Regions from separate parts of the Pan troglodytes genome. Here regions 1 and 2 are each linked to region 3. The links are chromatin contacts, called in public Hi-C maps. All regions are on one chromosome and are shown on one strand. Each heading gives the region's core, a stretch centred on a gene start, on an enhancer-like site or on the middle of the called end of the contact. The rest is flanking DNA. Distances are from core to core; before and after follow the strand shown. Region 1 has its middle 120 kb from the start of KRR1. Region 2 has its middle 41 kb from the start of KRR1. Region 3 holds the start of PHLDA1 (pleckstrin homology like domain family A member 1).

Region 1 (3,497 bases), core at 159-2,658, 400 kb after region 3:
AATGTTAAGTTTAGAGGTAAAAGAATGTGTTGGAAGTTCAAGAATTTATCTATAATCCAATAATGATACTTTTTTTTTTTTTTTTTTTTGAGACAAAGTCTCTGTCACCCAGGCTGGAGTGCAGTGGCACGATCATGGCTCACTGCAGCCTCTCACTCCCCAGGCTCAGGTGAACCTCCCACCTTAGCCTCCTGAGTAGCTGGGACTACAGGCACGTACAACCACAGCAGTCTAATTTTTGTATATTTTGTAGAGACAGGGTTTCACCATGTTGCCCAGACTGGTCTCAAACTCCTGGGCCCAATTGATCTGCATGTCTCAGCCTCCCAAAGTGCTGGGATTAGAGGCGCGAGCCACTGCGCCTGGCCTACCAATAATGATACAACTAAAAGCAATTCCCTCTGAACTTTTGATTCATGGTCTTTCTTATCTTTACTTCTCATTGCCTTTGCTACCTTTTAAAGTTTCGTTTTACTTATTTTTCATAGGAATTTAAGTAGGTAATTTGTAGACACTGTAAGACATGACTTTTATTTAGCTACAAGTCCCTTTTATCTAATACCTATTGAAGTGATCAATACCATCTGGATATAAACCAGACTTTTTCCACCTTGCCGCCCATCACCATGTCACCCCTAGTATTTTTATTTTAAGTATCCTCCCTGTTTTCCCTTAACTCAGTGTTAGTAAGGCTGAACACTCCACCTACATTCTTTTTGTTGATGTCTCCCAGCTCCCAGGGTACTGGTCTCCAATGTACGGTTTAGGCTCCCTAGAAGGTGCTAGTAAACATTCTTTTGAGGAGTAGGGGAAAATGCTAGAACTACTAATTATGTTTATTTTTTTATCTCACCTTAAATTATTCTTTGTTTATGCTCTATAGTGTTTATGATATAATTACAGTAGTACAGGTATACTTTACTAATAAATAAACACGTGTTTATTGAGTAAACTGAATTTGTTGCGTGTGCTACAGACCTGGTGATTTGTATGCAGGAAGTTTATTGGGGAATGCTCTTAGGATCAGCGCCTCAGGAGGTACTGTCAAAAGGGCAGGATTGCATCATGGTTCTCAACTGAGAAGGTTTGGAACCCCAGGATATATTTAGCAACATCTGGAGACATACTGGCATCTAGTGGTTAGAGGCCAAGGACACTACTAAATACCCTGTAATATACAGAGTGGCCACCACAACAAAGAATCATCCAGGTCAAAATGTCAATAGTGCTGAATTTGAGAAATCCTGGGGTAAAAGGATAAGCTGAATGGCAGTCAAGGCCAAGGCCTCACTTCATTCCATAGGGAGCTCTGGAATCAGGTGGGCCCTTCACAGTGTTCTACACAGGCCAGTCATGGGACACAGGAAGGAAGTATGACCTCAGAAGGGTGATTGTCTTTGGCTTTAGGCAACCCTGAGAAAGCTAAGAGCAGGCAGCTGCCAACACCCACAATACTGGAGAAATGAGAGCTTCAGCCCCGAGAAGGTTATGGAGAGAGACTAGGTGGAAAACCACAGCATCCACTACAGGAGAAATCACTAGCCAGCTTTTTTTCTCTCTCATTATTGTCTTTAAGTTTTTTTCTAAATGTTATTTTTAATTGACAAATAATAATTGTGTATATTATGGGGTACAAAGTGATATTTTGATCTATGTTTACATTGCGAAATGATTAAATAAGGCTAATTAACAGATTCATCAGCTCCCATACTTACCGTTTGTTTGTGGTGAAAACATTTAAAGTCTACTCTCTGAGCAATTTTGAAATATGTAGTGCATTGTTATTTATTACAGTCATTCTGTACAATAGATCACTAAAGCTTATTCCTTTTGCCTAATTGCCTTTAAGTTTGGTTGAACCTTGGCCTCATCCTTCCCTCTGCCTTACCACCAGTGAATCTCACTGCTTCTTAGGGCAATTTCAGGCATAAAAAAAAAAATCCATTTTCAAGCCTTCCAAACTCAAGGACAATTTATTTCAGAATGTTAATCCCTTATTCGAGGCAAAACTTCCCTTTCTCTTCACTCCAATCTACTCTCGGCTGGGGAACTGGTGATGGACAATGGAGCATGTAGCTTTCTCTTATTTCTCTTATTTTGACTTCCTTTCCCACATGCTCTGTGAAATGTTGGGACAAAGGGCAGGAGGAGATGTAAAACAGTTTAGTTTGGAGGCCACAGTGTAGAGGGTGTTGATCCAATAATCATCACATCTCTGTTATATTTTTTACAGTTTCCCTTTCTACTGGTTCATTTTTCTTTGTCCACTAAGGTACTCACAAATCCTTTCAGTCTTAACAGAAACACACCAAAAAATAAAATAGTAGCATCATCCTTCCTTGCTATCATTGTGCCTTTTTCTTTCTTTCCCTCCAAAGTGGAGTAGGCGGGACTTACTCTCTGCTTCCTGTTATCTGCTTATCTTTAACTCTTGACTGCTGGCTCTTTTACTTCTTCTCCCTGTGACTTCCCTGAAACTTCCAAAGGCTGCACATTACCTGTAACTATCAAATGTTAAAGCTTTTATTTTTTTCTCATTCCATTTGATCTTTTTGCAGCACTTTAACATGAATTGACAGACTATTTCATCTGCTTCTTTTCTTTTAACTTTTCTCCACTGTGAAATAATGCAGAAAGAAAAGTAGACAAAATTTTAAAATATATAGCTCAGTGATTACAGAGAAAACTCATGTGATTGTCACCTACCAGATGAATGTGTGCATTTCTTATACCCTAGAAGCCCCCCTTGCAGCTTTCCAATCACTACCAGTTCAAAAATAGTCAATATGCTAACTACTATGCTAATTACTTTGATATTCTATATAGTTTTCCACCTAAGAATGCATTTCTAAGCACTTTAACTTGATTTTGCATCTTTTTAAAAGCAATATAAAGGCCTGCAGTATATATTCTTCTGTGTATGGCTTCTTTTGCTCAACACTATATTTGTGAGATTCATCATTATTGTTGTGTATAGCTGGGATTAATTCCTTTTTATGGCTGTATGCTATTCAATTTCATGAATATACCACATTTATCCATTCTATTGTAGATGAACATTGGAGATGTTTGTAATTTTTGCCTATTGCCAGTAATATTGCTATGACTTTTCTTGTATACACCTTTGGCTACACGCATGTATGCATTTATATTGGGTATATATCTAGGCATGGAAGTAGTGAGTTGTTGGTTTTTGCATATTTTTAAATTTAGTAGACAATGACAAATAGTCTTCCAAAGTGGTTGTACCAATTTATACTCCTGTCAGCAGTATATTAGAGTTCCCATTGTTTCATGTCCTTGCAAACATCTGGCATTTTCAATCTTAATATTACCATTTGGGTGGTTTTATAATGGTATCACAATGTGATACTAATTGTATTTCCTTAATGACTGATGAGGTTGAGCCTTTCTTTGTGTGTTTATGGTCCATTTAGATATCTTATTCTGTGAAATGCCTATTGAAGTCTTTGCCCAGTTTTCTATTGTGTTGCCTG
Region 2 (3,524 bases), core at 56-2,555, 480 kb after region 3:
GTTTTGAGAGTAACGGGAGACAAAGAAGGAAAGGTCAGTAAGTGTAGGTCATGAAGAATGCAAGGCAAGGTGTTACTAAGGTATTACAAAATACAGCCACAAATTTCTCACAACCCTGTAGACATCCTCTTTGCAATGTAATGTTGCTATTCCTTCCTTCAGGAGGTAAAATTTATTTCTCCAACATCTTGAATCTGGGCTGGTCTCGTGATCTGTTTTGACGAATAAAATGTGGCAGAGGTGACATTGTGCAATTTATGAGCTGAAGCCTCAAGAGGCATTTCCAGCTTTCAGTTTTACTATCTTAAATCCAGCTCCCTTATGAGAAGATCCCAGCCAGCTTGCTGGAGAGCCCATGTGGAGGGAAACTGAGGCACACTAGCTGAAAGCCCTAGTCAACTGCCATCTGGGACCAGCTAGTCGCTAGCTGAACTGTCACCTGACCACAAAATACATAAGTGAGCCCAGCAATACCCTAGGGAGCAGGGACAAAGTATCCCAGCTGATCTCTTCTTCAATTGCCAAACCCAGAATTGTGAGCAAATACATAGTGACTGTTTTAAGCTACTGAGTTTTGGGTGTTTTTTTATATGCCAGTAAATAACCGAAAGAGAAGCATAAGAAGTTTTACTTTACCTAGGAGATAAGAAATAATCTTTGAAAGATTTTTAACAAGGTAATGACCTCAACAGATTTTTATTTTAGGAATTTCATCCCAATGCCAGCATAGAGGTTCACTGAATAAAGTAAAGAAAATAGAAGATATTAGGAGTAATAGTTAAGTAAAACTTGATGAAGATCTGGGCGATGATAGAAGAGCAAGAAAAAAGCTACTTGCCTGAATGAGGAACCTCAGAAATGCCCTGCATGCTTCATTGAATGATCTGCAGAAAGCTTCCCAAAATTCTTCATACTTTTTGAACAAGGAGCATGCAGTTTTACTTTGCACAGGGCCCCGAAAATTACGTAGCTGTTTCCAAGGAAGGAATTCACAGAAACTGAGCTTCAGGCCTCACATATTAGGAGGTAAAAAGGATCTGACTCAGTATGTTCTTGGTTGTGGCAGTTTAGCCACCAAGACTCTCAGGTTTGTGAATGTTTGGATCTCTCAGTGGCAGTCAAGCTTTGATTATTCTGATGCTAAAATCAGTGGCAGTTCCACACAGCAGAAACACCAAGAATAAGAAAAGCATTTCCAATCTTCTCTTTCCTAAGAGCTACCTGAGTGGCCTTCAATGAGTCAACCTTCTCCAGCTTCCTCATTCATGAAATGCAGTGCTAATCTTGTCCCTACACAGCCACAGGATTGTGACAATTAAGCGGACATGTGAATGAAGCACTTTAAATTCCCCACAAAGGAATGCATTCAGCTAAACAGAGGGACTAAAAATAATTCTATTAACAACCATAATCCTCAGGCGGTGTCCTCAGCTCAGGTCCTTCTGAGGTGGCTATGGCTGCATGCTGTTTAGAATTTCTGAATCAAAATGCCTGACACTTTTCTGAGAGATAAAGAGAAGACGATAGATAGATAATCATTTGATTGGGCTGGCTGTGTGTTTATATGTTGTAAACTCCTTTTCCTTTTTATTTATTTACACTGTCTCATAATTTAAATTTTCTGCATATATTCAATCATCAAACATTTGTTGAACATATTATTATGTACTGGGCACCATGCTATGGGCTAGAAAAGGGGAACCAGAAGGGGCCCCTGCCCTCAAGGAACTCATAGTGTATAAATTGGAGATTGATACAAATAAACAACTAGAAAGTAATGTGCCAATGTTAAAAAAAAGTCATAAGCCAAGTGTTGGTGGAACACAGAAAGAAACCATTTATAGTCTGGAGGGACAGAGAGAATAAAGGCTTCTCTGAAGAAGTAACATTGAGTTTTTAGAATTTCATTTTGGCATGTTATGAAAAAACAGAATCAATATGGAATGAATTTCTGAGTTTGAAAAATATGTCCAAAATGTGAAAATAACCTTACATTGATAACGCCATACACATAGGGGCTTTTTTTTTTTTTTTCCACCATGCTTCTGAGTTCATTGCGTATTTCTTCATGATTTGATACTGACCTACTGTAATACTGATTTGGCAATTGAACCAATGTCAATGAATATTTATAGTCCCTAAACCTTCTGAGCCTGTTTCTTTTGAAAATAAGAGATTTAGAAATAACACACAAGGTTGTTTTAAGATACAAATTCGAACAGACTTTTAAATGAATATATCAGAACTTACACTTGTGAAAATGTCAGAAATTTGAATATGGCTTTTCTGGGAGACTATATTCACGTGCCAACGGTGTTACCATTGTTCAAAGCATTTTTTGCAACCACACTTTAGAACTGACTTAATGATTTGAGGATTTGATAGATTAGGAGAACAACCCAAGGAATGGGGAAAATTCCTCTCTGGGATAAGAAATCCCCTTGGAGACAGAAAAATCAGAGTTCGCATCAGAGTGTATAGACTCGTTCTCTTTCTCTTTCTTTCTCTCTCTCTCCCTCAGGTTCTTTATAAGCCAGGCTTGGTTGAACCTAACCAGCCTAGTCTAAAGAATTGCAAGTAGATACAAATGGTAAGGTTATGTGAAATTGTAACCATGAAGCATAATATAAATTATCTTCCTTTGAGTATAAACTTGATTTTTGGATCTGAGCCAAAAGGCATACAAAGTATTGTCAGGTAAATAGGGTGGATGCTATTTTGGGTCATAAGTGAGCATTGATTTTTTTCTTCAGTTTGTATATAGATTCCAAAGGTAACTCAACAGGATGACTTTTAAGAAGTGAAATGACTTCCTTGTTAGTCTGAAGACATGGTATCTCAGTGGAGCGTGGTGGTTCATGCCTGTAATCCCAACACTTTGGGAGGCCGAAGCAAGAGGATTGCTTGAGTCCAGCAGTTTGAGACCAGCCTGGACAACATAGGGAGACCTTATTTCTACCCAAAATAAAAATTACCCAGGCATGGTGGTGTGAGACTGTAGTTTTAGCTACTTGGGAGGCTCAGGTGGGAAGATTACCCGATTTCAGGATGTCAAGGCTACAGTGAGCCATGATTGCACCACTGCACTCCAGCCTGGGCAACAGAGTGAGATCTTGTTTAAAAAAAAAAAATTGAAGACATGGTATCCCAAGATGACTACTTTTGAAACATTACCAGTTTAAAAACAATTGTAGTACCAATACTAGAGTCATGATTTATAAGCTGTGTTTTGTATATGATTTTGAAAAATTATCAGTGATAGAGATTAGTATCATAAGTCATGTTTACAAAGGAGTGAGCTACTCTAAAATGCTCAATGATACATTTGTATGGACTTTACCATTTAATAAGTGCTCTGTACAAATCATCTCATTTGAGCCTAATCACAACACTGTGAGGTATGTTTTAGTTTTATTCTCAGTTTACAGTTGAGGAAATTGAGGATTATCTGAAAAATGACACTTGGCCAGTTGTTAAACTTTGTGAGCCTTAAATTAGCCACAAGGCAGTGTTTCAGCCCCACA
Region 3 (3,787 bases), core at 704-3,203:
TGTACAGAGGATTGCTGTCAACTGAGAAAGGGGGCTGCAGGTAGAGTAGGTTAGAGTGAGGAAAATAGTTTGGGAGCTCATTCACATGTTTGATTTCTCTTAGACTACACAAGCCGTACTGTAGAGAAGTGTAAATGGAGAATTTTCAACTTATAGTAGCACTCACTGGCCTGGAATTGATAAAAACTGAAGGCTGTTTTTCACTATAGTTAATTCTAACCTATAAACTGGAGCAGTTCCATGTAGGAATTTGTTAAAACCTATTGTGTATGAATTACAGACTCCTCTGACCATCTGAGTGTTCTTTTTCAGTTTTTTTTTTTTTTCCTATGACCTAAAATCCCCTCAGACTTAAACCTCTAGTGAACTACTCAGTAAATGGCTTTACTAGTAAGTGTTCCCTTGCCTGGTATGTTCATTATTTTTTAACTTCAGTGTTTTATTCTTCGGCAGTAAGCAGTTGGATATAAGTTGGGGGTATAAATTTGGGACTCTGGCATATAGATGTTATTAAAAGTGATGAGACTGGATATCAACAAGGGAATGAGTGTAGATAAAGAAGAGAGCCAAAGACAAAGACTTGGGGCATTCCAACATTAAAAGTTTGGAGAGAAGAGAAAGCACCTCATAGAGGAGACACTGGAGATGTAAAGGAAAACTGAGTGATGTCCATGAAGCCAAGTGATAAACTTTATCCAAGAGAAGAAAATGAACTGTCCAGTGCTGCTGATAGATAACTTTATATTGCCAGCTGTAAAATGTACTTTCAATTAGCCATTTCAAATTTGTTTACCAAAGCAATGATTTTGTTGGCTAGTTTTCTAAACTTCAGTAACTTTTCAGTGACTTGTAGGTTTTCATTGCATATACAGCTGAATTTTTTTTTTTTTTTAAACAGGGTCTTGCTGCCACCCAGGCTTGTATAGTGGTGCGATCCTAGCTCCTGCAACCTTGAACTTCTGGGCTCAAACAGTCCTCCACCTCAGCCTCCCAAGTAGCTGGGACTACATGGTGCATGCCACCACACCTAGCTAATTTTTTTTTTACATTTGTAGAGGGAGGCCTTGCCATGTAGCCCAGGTTGGTTTCAAACTCCTGGGCTCAAGGGATCCTCTCACCTCAGCCCCCTAGAGTGTTGGTATTACAGGTGTGAACCACCATGCCTGGCCCAAAAGTTGTTTTTTTTTTTTTTTTTAAGTTATTTTCTGTAATGCATTTTCTGTGAATTTATTGTCTTTAAAAATTGGCAAATATGGCCATTTTGACATATTTGCCAAATATGAGCATATGGCAACTATGCTTTTAATTTGTTAAGTCACCAACTGTTGGTGGTAACTGTTGAAATAACAAATTAAGAGCAAAGTTATCACCAATCTACGGGATCCTTACACTACTGATATTTTCTATAATGCACCGTAGTCAGACATTGTAGACTTAACCTCTGAGCTGCTCACAAAATTACTAAATCATTCTGAAATACGTAACTGCAAATTCTGGGCTTTAAAGTCTCTAGTTATAATTAAATGGGTGATTTTGAAAATTGGTGGCTGTTCAGACATTTTCAAATGAGAATAGAATGCATTTGTTTCAGACTGATAAACTGCAGAAGGTTAGATAACACCAAACACATTTGAGTTTCTCCTAAGAAAATGACTTGGGGCTCCAGATTACATCTCATTTTTTTTTTTTTTTTACCCTATCAAGTTTGTTTTTCCATATGAAATGTCTTTCCCAACTACACCTGCCCTTGGAGACTGTGAATAACAGACTTAAAGGAAGTATCCTCTCCAGATGAGCTGAAGAATGTCATCCTCTTACAAGAATGAACAGCTGGTCATGGAGAAATTCTCTGGAATGCTCACTTGTCCTACAAAGGCAGGGGAGCAGAAAACATGTAGTTTTTTTGTTGTTGGTATACATAATTGTAAATCTTTGAGATAATTTTACTAGAAGTCCACATAATTTTAATAATTGCCTTTCTCCTGAAAAGATTGCTAATAAATTAACAATGTGAAGGCTAGAAAGCTGGCCAAGCATAATCCGGTGGGACTCCGGATTGCTGGCTGGATTGTCCCGTTTGATCAGACATTGTTTCTTAGATGAATATTCAGGACGCCCTCGTGTATAAAAGTTGTCCTTTGTTCTGACTACCTTGGTATTAAGTTCGAATTTCTTACCATGACACACAAAGGATTCGATTCTTGCTTAGCTCTCTAAGCTCCTCTCACTTTCTCTTCCCCTCTTGAATTCTTTGCTCTTGCCACACAACTAGCAGATGAACTAATCTATCTGTTCCAACGTGGGCACAGTAGCAGCCCTAACTCTTACCTTGGCCCACTCTGACTTGTCCAGCCCTGGTTGAATTCTTCGTATCCCCGTGAGGGTCCGCACGTAGTTGGGGCTGTTTACTAAACGGATGAACTTCCCTACCGGGAGGCTAGGTCTCGGTTATGCCTTACTTCCCAGGAAGCGGCTTCTATAGGCATTGTTTAAATGTAGGAGTAGGAGGGAGCTGGGGGTATTGCATTCCCCAGGTCACAGATAAATGAGATTCCAAAACCAAGATCTGGCTAGGCCTTGGAAAGAGGGACCTGCGAGGCCGACCAGACGTTTGGAACTGCGCCTTGCAGTGTGGGATCTCAGCACCGGATATTACCCCGGTTTGTAGAGAGTTGAGTTACTGTTTTAAGAGACGTTGCACACCGTACGGGTCAAGAAGAAAGCCGAAGACGGGTTAGCGCCTGCGGTCGGGGTCGAGAAAAAGGCGAGATGCGACCTGACGTGGGTCCACCTCTCTCCACCCGTGGCAAGCCCGACAGTCGCACTATTGCTTTAACAATCGCCCTCTTTCCAAGAAGAGCTACTTAGTGACCGTGAGCGAATATGCGTGGGAAGACACGATGTCCTCTCGGCCTCTGTGCGCTCAGTTGTTTACCTAGGCGTCCGGGGGAGGCACACTCGCGGGACTCGCGGGACTCGGCCCCGGCCTCCTAGCTCGCCCAGGACACGACGCTGGTTCTGCGGGCTCTCGGAGCCCAGCGCGAATCCCCCGGGCTAATTCCCAAGAACCGAGAGGCAGCACTGCCTGGAGGCTGCCCCCGCCTCCGCGCCCCCGTCCTCACTTTCTGAGGCTGTTAGCAGAGAGTCCCGCGGGCCGGGGAGAAGCGGGACGCGGGGGATGGCCTCGCAGCGCCCTGTGAGCGTCGGCAGTAGTCAGGCAGCCAGGGCTCCTTGGGCGATCGCCCTGGGTAGAGGAGAGGAGTTTCCGGGGCTCGGGTCCGGGTCGCCTTCCAGGGGAACAAGCGCGGAAGCAAGTGGGCGGCGAGAGGCGGAGCAAGAGACACTGGAGGGCGTGGACGCAGCCGGCTTTGGAAAGGCCCCAAGTTAATGAGGCGTGCGCCGGCTGCCGAGCGCCTCTTGGAGCTGGGCTTTCCCCCGCGGTGCGGGCGCCAGGAGCCGCCTTTTCCGCTGGGTGTCACTCGGGGGTGGGGAAGATGGCCCATTCAAAAGCGCCGCGAGGGGGCCCGGCCAGTGCCCTTCAGTGAGCGCTCGCAAGAGGACGGCAGAGGCCCGGCAGCTCGGAGCTCCGGGACCTTGTGGCGCATCAGGACGCGGCTGTCCCTCTGCCGGGACCCAGAGCCGCCGCCGCCGCTCTGCCTCCTGCGTGTTAGCCTCCTCTGCGCGCTCCGGGCAGGCGGCCGTGGGAGCCGCTGGGGCGAGGACGGCGCGAGGCTGCTGCTGCTGCCCCCGGCCCGCGCGGCTGGAAACGGAGAGGCCGAGCCAAGCG

The links. Hi-C and Micro-C count contacts between places; a contact is called where the count stands out from the background.
Region 1: a contact with region 3 is called in a Hi-C map of induced pluripotent stem cells, with 2.8 times the contacts expected there. The contact joins the enhancer-like site here to the promoter of PHLDA1 in region 3. A contact is called at or near these places in 3 of 7 Hi-C or Micro-C datasets (induced pluripotent stem cells and stem cell-derived neural progenitor cells) and 1 of 1 datasets of contacts at active chromatin or transcription factors (stem cell-derived excitatory neurons).
Region 2: a contact with region 3 is called in a Hi-C map of stem cell-derived neural progenitor cells, with 5 times the contacts expected there. The contact joins the enhancer-like site here to the promoter of PHLDA1 in region 3. A contact is called at or near these places in 2 of 7 Hi-C or Micro-C datasets (blood and stem cell-derived neural progenitor cells) and 1 of 1 datasets of contacts at active chromatin or transcription factors (stem cell-derived excitatory neurons).

What each region holds. Positions count from the first base shown.
Region 1 is chr10:82,394,447-82,397,943 of NHGRI_mPanTro3-v2.0_pri, reverse strand. No RefSeq gene overlaps it. Among named protein-coding and RNA genes, the nearest start is that of KRR1, 120 kb to the right of the region's middle. Within about 2 kb of position 1,408, at least 1 of the 24 cell types and tissues checked has an H3K27ac peak or open chromatin away from gene starts, as enhancers often do. A contact at or near this core is called in induced pluripotent stem cells, where this site is marked.
Region 2 is chr10:82,319,817-82,323,340 of NHGRI_mPanTro3-v2.0_pri, reverse strand. No RefSeq gene overlaps it. Among named protein-coding and RNA genes, the nearest start is that of KRR1, 41 kb to the right of the region's middle. Within about 2 kb of position 1,305, at least 3 of the 24 cell types and tissues checked have an H3K27ac peak or open chromatin away from gene starts, as enhancers often do. A contact at or near this core is called in stem cell-derived neural progenitor cells, where this site is marked.
Region 3 is chr10:82,795,787-82,799,573 of NHGRI_mPanTro3-v2.0_pri, reverse strand. It overlaps PHLDA1 (pleckstrin homology like domain family A member 1), which reads left to right and starts at 1,953. Exons shown (of 2, transcript XM_001161528.7): 1 at 1,953-3,787. The coding sequence starts at 3,388.